5 separate regions of the Mus musculus genome follow, and regions 1, 2, 3 and 4 are each linked to region 5. Evidence: chromatin contacts called from public HiChIP or PLAC-seq and promoter capture Hi-C data. All regions are on one chromosome and are shown on one strand. Each heading gives the region's core, a stretch centred on a gene start, on an enhancer-like site or on the middle of the called end of the contact. The rest is flanking DNA. Distances are from core to core; before and after follow the strand shown.

Region 1 (2,700 bases), core at 107-2,606, 350 kb after region 5:
CTCTGTTCATGTAACTGTAAGAGGCCTGAGGAAGCTGCTCGTCTCACCTCTCTGGGAACTCTGGCAAGGTTTTCCAGGGCAGTTAGGAAGGGCAGGAGGCCCTGAAGGTCACCTGCCCAAGTGTATTCCTTTCTGTTGTCTCTGGTGCTGTAGCTTTGCTGTGGTCACATCTTTTAAAGGCTCATCTAAGGGCTTCACAGTGGAGGCTTCAAATCTTCAGTATAAAATACATTTATAAAACGATGTGGTTGTGTGTGTCTGACTTGCGTGTTGGGTTCTCCCCAAGACCACAAGGAACGCCTACCTTCATGGATTCCAGTCATCCAACAGTCACATCGTGGAAGCCAGTGGGCTTGCTTCTTTGGGTTGAGATGCTCAGAATAATGTAGAAGTGGTAGGTTCCCCTAACCCCTGCCCTGAGGTTGATTTTTTTTTTCTTTAAATCTGTTTTCTTTTTGCTATAAATAAAATGTACCTTTACTACATGTGAGTGTTCTGGCTGGTGTTGGCAATATGCAGCATGAAAAAATAATAAAAATATTGCCAATTTAACATCAAGCAGAAGTAAATTTTAAAATAACTGAGCGTTCTGAGAAAGCTGCTTTTTGTTTTTCTAACCCGGACACTGAAGTCTGCAAGGAGTGAACCACACCCTCGGAGGCTGCCTCAGGTTTACAGACGACCCAGTGTGTGGTCAAGACCTGTAGACTCACAGTTGAAAGTTCATAGCAGGGATGGGATTCACAAACCAGTGGCTCTTTGGGATTAAATTGAAGCCCTCCTCTGGCCAGTGTTCCAAGCTGTCATTCTCTGGAACGTGCACTGGGGTAGGGACTTGTAATCTCCACACATTTTTTCCAGTCTCAAGGACTCTGAGTTTTAAACAAATATTAATGCTTCGATTTCTTTGCTATGGAAAGACTTGAGGGAAGCTTTAGGAGCCTTGCCCGCCAATTTCATGGTGAGAGAGAAGTAACTACCTGACCAGCAGACAAAGAAGGCCAAAGGCACACCAAACCACAGAGTGAAAAGCCCAGTTTGCCAGAACTGTGGCTGAGTTGAAGTGGATTTGGCCCTAAGTATATTAATTCCAGACAGCCGGTGGTCTGAAACAGAAAAGGCAAAAGTAAGCAAACCAATTGGTACAGGAATAAGCTTTTTTCCTTCCCCATCGCATTTCATACGCATCTCCCTCACATGTGCCTCTCTTTTTCCCACACAGCAGTCAGGAAAAAAAAAAAAAGAAAGAAAGAAAGAAAGAGCGTTGCAGGTGGAGTCACCAAGGTCCTGCTGCTCTGGCCAAAGACATCATGTGTCTGGCAGAGCTCTGCAAAGTTTCATGGGTCCTCTGGTCACATGAGAGCCCTGTGTTCTTCTAAGCGATCTGATCCCCTTCCAGTTTCCATTTTACTAAGCAAACCTGTGTGCTCCCCATAGCAAGGCAGTAAACTCCCAGAGACTGCCCGGCAAGTTTTAAAGAGTCAAGCAGAGGTGCTGGCCACATCCACACTTGGCTCTTTTCTTTTGGAAATGTTAAATTTAACTTGGTTTGATTTTTATCTGTTCCACTTGGGCAAGGGAATAAAAGCAAAATAATAACCAACCCTTTAAGTCAAGAATTCCACATTCATGTACACTTGTGTTATCTCCCTATTTTAGAGGAAAAGGGGGGAGATAGAAACACTGATTTTTTTTTAAAGTTTTGTGAAGCATATAGATTTTTCTTTTTAAAGAATTGCATGGAATGCTGGAGCGCTCCCTCTAGCTGTCTTACTTGGTAATGAACATCATGATAATCAAAACAAAACCCCCGTTTCTCCAATATAGGCTAATGTTTATATAACCTTGAAAAAATGCTTTGAATATTAGCAATAAGATTTATGTAGTGTTACTGAATGTCTATTGTTTGGATAAGGGGTTTTTTAAATTTTTAGACCAATGTAGAGGAAGACATGATGAGGGAGATAATGGTGGTGTGTGTGGATAATTCCCGGTGATAGTGGGAATTATCATTTAAAGCACTAAACTAAGAGTTTATCTAATGATTTGGGATGAAACTCTATCATCTTTAACAATACTGGGAAAACTAAGACCCAAAGATTGCATTTCACACTTAATTCATATTAATTGTTGTGTGTTCATCCAAAAAGGGAAAGTTAAAAAATAATGGGCCAGCTTGAGGTCTGTAGTTTTAGCCCTTGGACACACATAGTAGAAGGAGAGAACATATGTGTGAAAGTTGTTCTACAGCTTACATACACACAAAGCAAAATGTGTGTTCCCCACACTTCTCTGAAACTGACATGCACTGCTAATTTACCCAGGAATATACTTTTTTTTCTTATATTCCATTATGTTTTTATATGTAAAATCTTACACAGTTTTGTTTTTATTTCTTTTTTTCTCCCTGTTGACTGTACTGAAATAACCGGGCAAACACAATTTAAATGGGAAAGGGTTTGGCTTACAACTTCAGGTTATAACCCATCCAGGCAGGCACATCACAATAGAAAGAAGTTTGAGGGAACAGCAAGGAATTTACGCCTCAATACTAGGACTCAGGCCACTTTCTCCATTCTTAAATGATCCAGGATCCCTCTGCAGCGAATCATGACCCTAACAGTGGCTAGAGTCTTCCTTCTAATGGAAATGATCCCCCACAAATCTCACATGCCATTCCATCTCCACAGTCTCTCATTG
Region 2 (2,700 bases), core at 26-2,525, 330 kb before region 5:
AATTCATAAACAACAGTGAAATGTGTTTTTAAGTTTTATATACATAAGCTTTATTAGTTTTGCCCAAAATCTTATCATTTAAGGCTGAGTGCAAACTTCAAAATAGTCTGCTCACACCTGTATTTTTGTACCTGAGGAAGCAAAAGCCTGTGGAGATGTCTCATGGGTAACTATTGTCATGACATGGGAGAGTGAGGGCTGGAATTCAGGACTCCCAAATGATTTCCAAATGAATTCCAATTTGTTTCCATGTGACCAGTAGAAAGAAGAAAAACCCTGCAAGGCTGCCTGCTGAATTGCTTTCTTACCTCACGCCTCATCTTAAGCAAAATTCTGAGGGAAACAGGTGAGGCAGGAAAGCTGTATGAAAGGGGCTAAGTAGGTGAAGGGCTTAAAACAACACTCATTTTAACGTAATGGTTAAAAAATTGATTGCAGCCCAGTAACTCTACAATAGGTATGCTTGTGCACAAGTAACAAAACCACTTTCCTTTTTGTATTCAGAGAGAATTGTGTATCAAGAATAATCAATGGGCCGGGCGGTGGTGGCGCGCGCCTTCAATCCCAGCACTTGGGAGGCAGAGGCAGGTGGATTTCTGAGTTCGAGGCCAGCCTGGTCTACAAAGTGAGTTCCAGGATAGCCAGGGCTACACAGAGAAACCCTGTCTGGAAAAACCAAAAAAAAAAAAAAAAAAAAAAAAAAAAAAAAAAAAAAAATGGACTTATGCTCTAGCCATTAAATATTTTGGATGCTGCAGAAGGCAACTTTGATATTAATAAATTATGTATATTTCCACAAATAATGACTGTTTGCTCTGTGGATTGGGGGCAGGGGGCTGGAGAGCACATAAACACATCCTTCTACTTACAAATAATGGAGGAAATCTTAGAAATTGAGACCTTTCAGTAGATAATTTTGCCTAACATGTCACTACTTTGAAAATGATTAAAGAAAATGGAGTCCCCTCCCCCAACCCAGGAGGCAGGTACTTCGACTTGTCAACTTGAAGCTGGACATTTTCTCTTCGTTTGGAACCGCCACAGAATGAGCCCTTTCATGTCCTCAATAATACCAGACCAATGCAATCCATCTGTTCTGCCAAATTATTCCTCGTTCCCTAACCAAAGGCACTGCTTTTTCATGCATTTTATCATGATTTTATGCCCTTTATTATATTTTACAAAAGGTTCTGATTCCTCCAGGGCCAATGAGAACTGATTAGGACACTGGCCTCCATCCAGGCTTTGAACACAGGAGAGGAAGGAATAGAACTGTTTCCTTTTTTCTCTGCTCCTTGGCAGAAAAAAAAAATCTATACCGTGTGTGCACTCCGTGTGTGGGTGGGTGTGGGCAGGCCGCGTTTTATCCTGTCACAGTATGACTTTGTAGATCATGTTCGGAACATTCTTTCTATAATCATGTTGCATTAAGGGGCTTTATTTCAGAAAGACTGTTTCTTTAGGAAAGAACCATGGTGCGTTGTAAGACTCAATGATATGGTAATTTTACATGACTTCAGTCAAACTTCCAATTTGAATAGACACTGCCTTGGATCTGTGTTGAATCTGATCATAATCATAGAGTAGATACTCATTAAACATCAGCTCCTAGCTCCTTTCTGAGTTTCAGTGGACAGTGATTGAAAGCAAGACACAAAGAAGGGCAAAGGAACAATGAACACAAGACCACCTCACAGTGTTTCCTATTAGGAAGACAAAAGAAGAGCTTTAAGCACTCATTCCTTAGCCTATATAGGCAAAGATCCAAGGCCTTTGTTTACATACCATGGAGGAGGCATTAAATGTCCCAATATGCTCAGAATTTTTAAAACTCCTTTGGGTCTGTATATCAGACATGAGTTCACATAGCCATTCTTCAGACCAATCATCTCTGAGAATGGAACTCACCATCTCCCTAAATTAAGTTGAACAGGACACTTTGTTCCATTTTGTGACTCATTATGCTTTTGACCTTTGACTCATGGGAGCATCTAGGGAGAGGAATGAGGAATAAAGGGCACATGAGAAGCAGAAAAAGAGGAGGCAAGATAAAAATATCTACTTAAACCTAAACAAGTGAAAGACTAAATTCCAATGAGAGAGAAGTATTTGAGATCAGTATTAGAGGAAAGTTGAATGTGACTGAGGTAAGGTATGATAAGAGGGGGGTGAACACCAACCTTGTTAAGAAAGAATATAGTTGCTTCTGAGGAACTCTTAGCTCAGCTGTCTACTCAGTTCCCACATTGAGACACAAATCAAAATAATCTTTCTCCAGGATCTTGTAGAGATGAGACATTTGTCATAGGCTGGCTTCTCTCTCTAGCAGCTGGAGAAGCAAAGGGGATTGTCAAGAAATCAGCTCTTCCTGTATGGTGTGGTAGAGTATCCCTGTATTCCCAGAACTCATGAAGCTGAGTCAGACAAATGGTGACTTTAGGGGCCGGACTGAGATCCTATCTTCAATAACAAAACAAAGAAACAATACAAAAATAATGGTTCTTTATATCAAGTACAATTAGTTTTCAGAGGGGGGGGGGGCGAGGGGGAGAGAGGGAGAAAGGGAGAAAGGGAAGGGAGGGAAGGATGGAGGAAGGGAGGGAGAGGATAGATCAATCCAACATTTTTGCCAAATGAGTTATCAAGATTAAAACTTATAAACAATAGTGCAGCTTCTTCTTCGGGAAAACACCAAATGGC
Region 3 (2,700 bases), core at 77-2,576, 430 kb before region 5:
AAGTTTAATATATATTTGAACTCACATGCCTTTCCCATTATACTAAGCAGACCACCACTGAATTCTCACTTTGGGTAGACACTTCCTTAAAGCCAATCTTCCTCATCCAGTGTCTTCCAAGGAGGAAGAGAGGGCGACTCACATAGTAATACTTTGTACTGAACATCAGAACAAAGGCTGAGAGGATGGAAATTGAACTTTTTAAAGGAAATAACATTTGAGATTTGATTAGTTACCTCCTTTGATTATTTTGTGTCTAGAACCTTTTCTTTCTTTCTTTCTTTTTTTACTGTTCTTTCACTTTTTTCTTTTTCTTTTTTTTTTCTTTTTTCTGGCTCTATGATAAATGTCTTACTCATTCCTTTTGGCTGGATATCAGCCAACACATTTTTAAAAACAAATATAATTCAAGAGATGATATCTTATGTATGTCAAGGTTCAGCCTAGATATAAGCATTTATTATTTATTTATTACCATGATACTTAGGCATTTTGACATGAGTACTATTTTATCATAATAAAGATATGTCCAAGACAAGACCAATAAATTGAAGGCCAAACAGATGTTCTGTGTTGCTTTATTAAAGCAGGTAGATGTTCTCTTTTGACAAGTAAGGCAAAATATGATTGTGTTCAACTCTAAAAGCTGAACAAGGAATTTCCTTAGCATTTTGGGAGAGACTGTGACCCTCAATTCAAGTAGCATATGTTCCATTCATTCCTTTTATTGTAATTGTATTAATCAGTGTTACATATCCCCCATGTTCCCTAATGTTTTATGACCATTGCCTGTCCCTAGTTATCCTCAGCAACCGGAGAGTACATTCTTTCATCTTAGTGGTCACATGCAAATGTGACATGTGTGTATTTCCTTCCTGAATTGAGTGTTAATATAGGATTACTGTTTGCACTATTGGAAACAGCATGCATTTTACCAAAACTATTTTGAAGATCACCAATCCTATAGACATCTATATCTTAAAATATCAGTTTATGAAACCATAGCTCATATTCATAAGCAAATCTGTTCTTCATATTAGGTTTATTATAACAAGCATAATACTGTCTCTGATTACTTATGAGATTAAAATTTGAAGCATAATTTAAGGCCTGTACCCATCTCAGACCTGGGTTTTGAATCTATCATTCCTGGGATAACTTCTGCTTTCTTTTCTGTGGTGTGCATCTCCCCATTGTCTGTTCCCCTAGCTTAATAAGCTTAATATGTAAATAGACCAGCTCTCTTTTACATACAGTGTCTAGTATGAGCCAAACTCTCCATGCCAGCGTCTTTCTATGCATTATCCTTTCAACAACCACCAAGAATATTAATTTTCCAACAATTTCATTGAGTTGAGCAAGTTGTCATTGCTTCCTGTCCACAGAACTAGAGTCAGTTCTCCACTGTTGTGTGAGTGATCTTAGTCGGGTTCCTGTCACTAAGCAGATGGTTTTATATCACAAAGCTACAGATCTCACATTTCAGAGCAAAACAGACAAATATTTTCAAAAGCAAGGTTACCCTGTGATATTTTGTGTTGCTGTAGATTTGCCAGGATGAAGAAACCTTATTTCCCCACACTGTGTCTAGCCTCCTGCACATTGCCTTCCATTCAGGTACTCACACGCTTGCCAGTCCTCATATATGGCCTTGGTGGTGGGACTCGAGGGTGTCTTGTTGGAGCACGGCTTGCAGACGGCTCATAATACATGTGTGTGGTGCCAAGTTCAGCTGCAGCTGGGTCACATTGTGCTTCCTTCTTGAATGCATGCTGCCACATGATCATGTTTTATGTTGGACAGACTTTCTTCTTACAGGAGTTCTGCACAAGCCCAAGGCTGAAAGTTGACTGACTTCATCCTGTTCTACAGAAATGCAAATGCTGGCATCTCCTCTCTGGGTGGATGGAAAATGCCTTGTTTTAAGTCTTAAAAACCTGATGAGCAGAACTTGAACAGCGCTTTCATTTAGGAAAGTAGGCATTACTCTTGTCAGGGTTCATTTCTCTCGAGCCAGCTGACAGCTTGTTTCTAGGCAGAGTCTTTTAATCACCAATTTAGGATTACATTTTGCCCATTAGACGGGTTGTATCTTCAAAAAATTCGCACACATTGAAGGCAGTTTTTATTACAGTAAAAAGCCCCCTCGCTTATTTATCTACCAATTGAAGTTTATAAAAGAAACTTTGACTTTTCTCTTAAATAGATTCTGTTTTGTCATAATTAGGCCAATAAAAATAGATCCTTATAGGTATGTAGTGTGCTTTAAAAAAAAACACTTATGCTACAAAACCAGCTGACATCACCATGCAAAATTTTGAATAAAAGCATTTCAATATGTAATTACAACTTGATGGTTTCTAACATACAGAAAAATGCTTGTTGCTTTATTATTAGATATGATGAAATCTTGGGTTTGGAAATGGAGCTAAATGACCCTTCCAGTGGATTAATGTCTACTCTTCATAAGTTCTCCACTGATGCTTTCCTCACTGCAGGCTCAAGGGAGGGCCTCAACCTTTATTTTTCAATCTGCACTTTTAATCTCCTCAGAGGCACTTTTACTGAATGAAAAATAAAATAGCCTAATAGGACTATGAGGTCAGAGCACAGGGTAAAGGGAATTGTCTGGGGAACACAACCATGGGACTAGCTTGACTGATGTTGATTCCAGGCCGGTCAGAAAGAGAACACTGCTCA
Region 4 (2,700 bases), core at 101-2,600, 310 kb before region 5:
AGCCTCTAGTATGTGTCAAGTCCTGAAGATAGGATGATTACAACAAGTCAACCACACTCCTATGCTTAGGGAATTTATAAAAAGTGTCATAGTATATTACTAATAAGGATGTTACAGGACAAACAGGCATAAAGTATGTGTAAAGTTCACCTTTCTGTTAGTCTAGCTAAAGTTGCCATAACAAAATAATAGAGACTAGTGGCTTAAAAAGAAAGTTATCTGTTCATAGTGTGGGAAATTCAAGATGAGAGTGTTGGCAGGTCTAGTTTTTCCCGAAGGTTCTTGCTTTGTGTTTCAGGTAGCAGTATTCTTGTGCCTTCTTTGCCCATCTGATTGTTCATATGTGTCTGGTCTAGTATCTTTTTTCCTTTAAAAAAAAAGTCAGTCATCTTGCAATACACCCTTATAATGGATCCCACCTTATGGAACTTTTCAAAGACCTTGTCTCCAAATACAGACACATTAGGGAGGTTATTGTCAGAGAGGATGACACTATTCCAACAATATGATGACCAGGTCAGACTTAGGAAATATCACAGGTCTTTTATTAACTGTTTATGTTCAAGTTGCCTAATCTCTTTAAAGCTCAGATCCTTCTCTTGCAACAGCAATTAGTCATGCACCGTGCAGTGTTAAAATGGGTAAAGTGTAGCCCTGAGGAGGCACACCAGCATTACCACTGACTTGTGAGATGCTGCCCAAAGCTATTTATAGGATGACACATTTGACTTTATTATCCTCCACTGGAACTGCCAATAAATTAGATTTTCCTTTCTGTGACCTTTCTACTCCCCCCCCCTTCTGTCTCCATGGCCAGAAACAAAACTATTAGTGTTTCTGAATCTAACCCTAAGAGTGAAGAGTTCAGAATAGAAAAATATTAAGCTTCTCAAATATCCATTAAATGAAACAAAGTAATAATTTTAACTAAAAAGGAAGGAAAAAAAAAGAAAGAATGAATTTGATTTGTAGCTGCCAGTTCACTCAACATATAGAGCTTAAGACAGAATAAGCTATTCAAAAGTTTAAAAAGAGTATTTAAATATTTAATCAAGTAGAATTACTCTAACAACCTAAAAATATAGATTTACTTTCTACGTCACCAAACCAAAATGCTCTGTGCAGATATATTTGACTCACAGTAGATAACTGTTTTAAAAGAGTCACTCTACCTGAGAGAATTCAAAGATTTAAAAGATGCTTAATTTCATTTGCAGCTAGCTGTTCTATAACATGCCTCCCAAGTCTTTTCTGTGATGAAAAACCTCTGCTTCTTTGTTGAGTCTGGTGTCTGTCAGTGGGTTTCAAAGGGCATCTGATCATTATTTAAGCTTAAACTCAATTATTCAGACATGCCCATGGCCCTAGCAGCAAGGCAGAACAGCAAAGCTCTCTGAACTGCTTAGCGCCAGGAGAGGAGTTCCATTACCCGGGTTGCAGGATGAAATGTTCAAGGTGTCGAAGCAGCAATCGTGTACCACATTATTTATGCCCACCTCACAGGAAACCCTTTTTGTTAACGGGCACAGTAGTATTATATTTAACTCCGGAAATATTTCCAAAAGAAATCAACAGGCCACATTTAGATTCTACAAAGGAGACGGTGCCTAAATTCCTTTCCTCTAAGTCATTCCCTCTCCGGTTTAAATACCATCACATCCACTCAGGACAGGTAGCTTAATCTCTATCACGTGCGGCTTTGCAGGCCATTAGCTTTGTTTCCAGGGCCAGTGATGGAGCGCTGTTCAGTGTGCTTGGAAAGCCTGCAGAGGCCCACATTCATTCAGGAAACTCCAGCCGAACTAGATCCATATGTTGCTTAAACATGGAGCTTTCTGATTGGAGGTCGTTTCTGGCTTCCAGCGTCATCGCAGATGACTCTTGTCCTTTGATGTGCTGCTAAGTAGAAAGTAATGTCAGACCCCCAAACCCAAAGCTTTGTGTGTGTGTGTGTGTGTGTGTGTGTGTGTGTGTGTGTGTGTGTGTGTTAGCGTTTACTGAGTACTTAGGGCTCCTGCACTGTATTGCACTTTCTGAACATGCTTCCTGCTCTGATGAATTTAAAGCTAACGACAACATTATGATGGGAGTGGTATCATCTCGGTTTTCCTTGGAGCTTCGACCATTGAGTGAACTTGCCGGATGTTTGAGTGACTTGAGAGTGGGAGGGTTGGTCCCTGAGGTGCATGTCATTTGTGTCAATATAGTCCCTAAGCTCTGCTTACTCTAGGTGAATGATGCTCTTAGGGGTGATAGCACTAGACAGGAATAGGAGGATTCCCTGCAATTATCTCTTTAAAAAGTATATTTGAAGCTGATAATTTCAAGTCCTGGGGGGGGGGTCTGAAAATCTCTAGATACAAATTCATCAAATGCCGTTAGACAGACACAGAGTTAGGAGCCATTCTCACTTACATGCTTTGGTAAAGTAGCCATCTTAGGGCTAACTTAAAATATAAATGCTTCAATTCCACATGCATTGCTTGGTTTTGTGTGTGTTTTCCTAAAATAAGATTCTTTATTAGTTCAGTTTGGAAAGAATGTTCTTTCTCTGTGAAATTCAGGTTTCTCAAGTCATTACATCCTGACAGACATATATGTATTCACGTTGTAGTTCCTGTCTGTTATGCAGCAATAATTTTATAGAAGATAATCCTTTCTAGTCACTAAGGATATGGTAGACAGAATAAGAAAAGAATA
Region 5 (2,700 bases), core at 153-2,652:
CGCTGAACAACCTGGAAGGATTTCAGCCCAAGGGCAAGAGGAAGTGGGTGGGCGGAAAGGAGGGGGTGGAATTTGGAAACAGTTGTTTTAAGAAGGGAATTTTAAAGAAGAAAGAAAGGGGTTTGGGGGATGGCGTTTTGGGCACAAGGCCCCTATGCTTGACTTTCTCAATCTTCTGTCATGCACACCCCCGCACGCGCACACACACATACACCTCTCCTGGGCACACTGGTTCTCCCCGACCCTAGGACCTGTTTCCCCTGTGGGGACTGAACTGCTTGCCAGGGATGCGGGTGGAATGAGGTGGCGGTGCCTGGCTAGGTGGAGGGCAGCGAGGAGAGTGGAGGGGGATGGGGGGGGGATACCCAGCACGGTGGCGAGGTGAACAGGGGACCCGCGGCCTGGCCCGATCGATCCCTGGAGCCGGTCCTTACCTAGGTCTCCGGCCTGCAGAGGGGGTGGGGAGCTCCGCTGCTAGTGGGACGCGGACATGGACCAGGCCCCCTCCATCCTCCAGACGGAGAAGGCGTAGCTGAGCCGCTCGTGGGCCACATAGCTGCAGCTTGCCATCTTGGAGTCCAGCTCGTCGCTCTGCAGGACCTGGTACAGGAAGTCGATGTACCTGGCCGCCAGTTTGAGGGTCTGAATCTTGCTCAGCTTGTCCGAGGGCAGCGTGGGGATGATCTTGCGCAGGGCGGCGAACGCCTCGTTCAGCGACTGCGTGCGCTGGCGCTCCCGCACGTTAGCCATGACCCGCTGGGTCTGCAGCTCCTCGTACGACTGCGGGCTCCCGCCCCCGCTGCTGCTGCCGCCGCCGCCGCCACCACCTCCGCCCGCGCCGCCGCCGCCGCCTCCGCCCGCAGATTTCTTGCCGCGCTTGCCCTGGGCCGGGCTGCCTGGCTCGTCGCCGCCTCCGATGCCCCCGCCCGTGGCCCCGCCGGGCCCCGCGCTGCCGCCCGCGCTGCGCCGACTGCTGCGTCTCTTGCGAGCCCCGCGCTTGCCGCTCGCCGGCTGCTGCCGGTCCGGCTCCTCCTCGCTGTTGCTCAGGCTGTCGTCGGCCGGAGAGACTGGCGAGCTGGACACGTCCTGCATCATCTCGCGGGCGGCGACGTGCGGCCTCGCGGAGCCGGGACGGGGGAGGGTAGAGCAGAGGAGCGGGGCGCCCTAGCCCGCCAGCTTCCCCGCGCTCGGCGCCGGCCCGGGCGGTGCGGCCCGGAGGACGCAGGGAGGCGGGATGGGGGTGGGGGGACCTCCGCGGGGAGGGCGCTGGAGGCGGGGAGGGAGGCGGGCGGGGGAGGGGACGGTGTGGAGGGCCCCGAGGTCCAAAAAGAAGGCGCCCGACGGCCGCAAGCGCGCCCCGTTCCGGCCTGGCGCAGCCGGTGCCGGTGCTGGCGAGCCCGCGAGGTGTCTGAGAGTTGGGCGCGGGCTGTGGACTTGGCGGCTCTTATACCTCCGTGCGGGCGGAAAGTTTGGGGGCAGCGGTGTCATTGGCCTGACGTGGGGAGGAGGGACTTTTCGAAGTTTTATAGGAAAGTTTCCTCTTTCCAGCCCCCCTCCCTCGCCCCCTCCCCCCTTGCTCGGGGTCTAACAATTCGTCCTGCGAACCATTCAAAACCGACCTGGCCCGAGCGGCCAGCCCCTGCGCCCGCCTCTCCCCTCCCTCTCCCCCCCCCAGCTCTCCCCCTCCGCTTCGGGGAGGACGCGGGGCGATTTCCTTCCGCGCCAGAGCGCGCCCAGCGCCCCCGCACCCGAGCACAGCACCGCAAACAGGGGACTGTCTGGGTCGCTGTTGCAGTCTCCCCCTCCCCAAGTGGCTGTGACAGCAGTAGTGGCAAGCGGCTTCGACGCTCTGGGTGATGTCCCATCCCGCCTGGGATCCCTCGGAGTTCTCCGGGCCCTTTGGGGGTGGCTCGGGCCCGGGCTGCGAGGCAAGAAAAGTTTCAACAACCGAGTCCATCTAACGGTCAGGTAGAGGAAACCTCTAGTCGGAAACCTCTAGTCCCAAGGGATTCCCCGCGGCTGCCTGGCCCTGTGGTCGAGGGCGGTTCTCAAGACGTGGCCACATCGTGGGCGCTATGGATCTGCGCCCTGGCCTGCCGTGTCACCCCTCCCGGAGAAACGTCTGGGCTCTCCTTTCCTGCTACGGTGACCCAATCTAAAGTTTCCCTGCTCTCAGAGGACTGTGCTTCCAAAGGTGCTGGACCTAGGCTGGAGTTCATTCTTTTACAGAGAAAAGCCTTGTTCTTTTGAAGGGAGCAAAGCTAGGGAAAGATAGAGCAGCCTTGGTGCTCCACGCTGCCAGCCCTAGGTGGAGGAGAACCTTGAGAACATTTCATGTCCGCTAACTCCAAATTAAGCCCTGCATGCTAACCTTGGGTAGTCCATACATTTAAGGTGGGGGATCAATATTCTCGTCTTCCTAGGAGATCTTGTGAGTAGTTATGCTCCCGGTGCCTCAAATGCACTCAGCCATGTTGGTTGATTGCAAGCGGTTTTTTTTGTTTTTTTTTTTTTGTTTTGTTTTTTTTTTTTTTTTTTTTTTTACCAAATACCTTGAAACCCCAAAAAGGATTCTGGAAAAGTGGAAGCAGAGAGGTTAATGAGCAAGAAGGAGAGTGGCTATGGAAGCCAGTGATTGCAGGGCTCTTTACATTTTTTAAATATGTTTTATTTATTTATTTCTGTTTTTTAAGTAGGATG

Evidence for each region. Promoter capture Hi-C pulls out the DNA fragments that hold promoters and counts their contacts. HiChIP or PLAC-seq counts read pairs in DNA pulled down with a chosen protein or histone mark.
Region 1: a promoter capture Hi-C map of the 3T3-L1 cell line shows a contact between it and region 5, with 16 times the contacts expected there. The contact joins the enhancer-like site here to the promoter of Twist1 in region 5. A contact is called at or near these places in 12 of 39 promoter capture datasets (the 3T3-L1 cell line, HPC-7-derived erythroid cells, cranial neural crest and 8 more), 29 of 484 Hi-C or Micro-C datasets (the 3T3-L1 cell line, Sertoli cells, adipose-derived mesenchymal stem cells and 11 more), 8 of 115 datasets of contacts at active chromatin or transcription factors (the NIH/3T3 cell line, craniofacial prominence, embryonic forebrain and 5 more) and 2 of 9 other capture datasets (adipose tissue and embryonic stem cells).
Region 2: a contact with region 5 is called in an H3K4me3 HiChIP or PLAC-seq map of craniofacial prominence, with 5 times the contacts expected there. The contact joins the enhancer-like site here to the promoter of Twist1 in region 5. A contact is called at or near these places in 6 of 39 promoter capture datasets (the 3T3-L1 cell line, 3T3-L1-derived adipocytes, cranial neural crest and 3 more), 2 of 484 Hi-C or Micro-C datasets (both in embryonic fibroblasts), 3 of 115 datasets of contacts at active chromatin or transcription factors (craniofacial prominence, embryonic limb bud and stem cell-derived neural progenitor cells) and 1 of 9 other capture datasets (liver).
Region 3: a contact with region 5 is called in a promoter capture Hi-C map of maxillary cranial neural crest, with 6 times the contacts expected there. The contact joins the enhancer-like site here to the promoter of Twist1 in region 5. A contact is called at or near these places in 7 of 39 promoter capture datasets (the 3T3-L1 cell line, 3T3-L1-derived adipocytes, cranial neural crest and 4 more), 1 of 484 Hi-C or Micro-C datasets (cortical neurons), 4 of 115 datasets of contacts at active chromatin or transcription factors (craniofacial prominence, embryonic fibroblasts, embryonic limb bud and 1 more) and 1 of 9 other capture datasets (liver).
Region 4: a contact with region 5 is called in a promoter capture Hi-C map of second pharyngeal arch cranial neural crest, with 5 times the contacts expected there. The contact joins the enhancer-like site here to the promoter of Twist1 in region 5. A contact is called at or near these places in 5 of 39 promoter capture datasets (3T3-L1-derived adipocytes, cranial neural crest, frontonasal cranial neural crest and 2 more), 4 of 484 Hi-C or Micro-C datasets (adipose-derived mesenchymal stem cells, cranial neural crest and embryonic fibroblasts), 3 of 115 datasets of contacts at active chromatin or transcription factors (the NIH/3T3 cell line, craniofacial prominence and embryonic limb bud) and 1 of 9 other capture datasets (adipose tissue).

Annotation. Positions count from the first base shown.
Region 1 is chr12:33,607,072-33,609,771 of GRCm38.p6, reverse strand. No RefSeq gene overlaps it. Among named protein-coding and RNA genes, the nearest start is that of Gm23529, 160 kb to the right of the region's middle. Within about 2 kb of position 1,356, at least 10 of the 459 cell types and tissues checked have an H3K27ac peak or open chromatin away from gene starts, as enhancers often do.
Region 2 is chr12:34,291,131-34,293,830 of GRCm38.p6, reverse strand. The region is part of intron 16 of Hdac9 (histone deacetylase 9); the gene reads left to right. It also overlaps the pseudogene Gm18025. Among named protein-coding and RNA genes, the nearest start is that of Gm51984, 77 kb to the right of the region's middle. Within about 2 kb of position 1,275, at least 7 of the 459 cell types and tissues checked have an H3K27ac peak or open chromatin away from gene starts, as enhancers often do. A contact at or near this core is called in craniofacial prominence, where this site is marked.
Region 3 is chr12:34,382,382-34,385,081 of GRCm38.p6, reverse strand. The region is part of intron 13 of Hdac9 (histone deacetylase 9); the gene reads left to right. Among named protein-coding and RNA genes, the nearest start is that of Gm51984, 170 kb to the right of the region's middle. Within about 2 kb of position 1,326, at least 4 of the 459 cell types and tissues checked have an H3K27ac peak or open chromatin away from gene starts, as enhancers often do.
Region 4 is chr12:34,268,956-34,271,655 of GRCm38.p6, reverse strand. The region is part of intron 18 of Hdac9 (histone deacetylase 9); the gene reads left to right. Among named protein-coding and RNA genes, the nearest start is that of Gm51984, 55 kb to the right of the region's middle. Within about 2 kb of position 1,350, at least 20 of the 459 cell types and tissues checked have an H3K27ac peak or open chromatin away from gene starts, as enhancers often do. A contact at or near this core is called in craniofacial prominence, embryonic limb bud and second pharyngeal arch cranial neural crest, where this site is marked.
Region 5 is chr12:33,956,373-33,959,072 of GRCm38.p6, reverse strand. Twist1 (twist basic helix-loop-helix transcription factor 1) reads right to left here and starts at 1,402. Exons shown (of 2, transcript NM_011658.2): 1 at 435-1,402. The coding sequence starts at 1,095. The coding sequence ends at 475.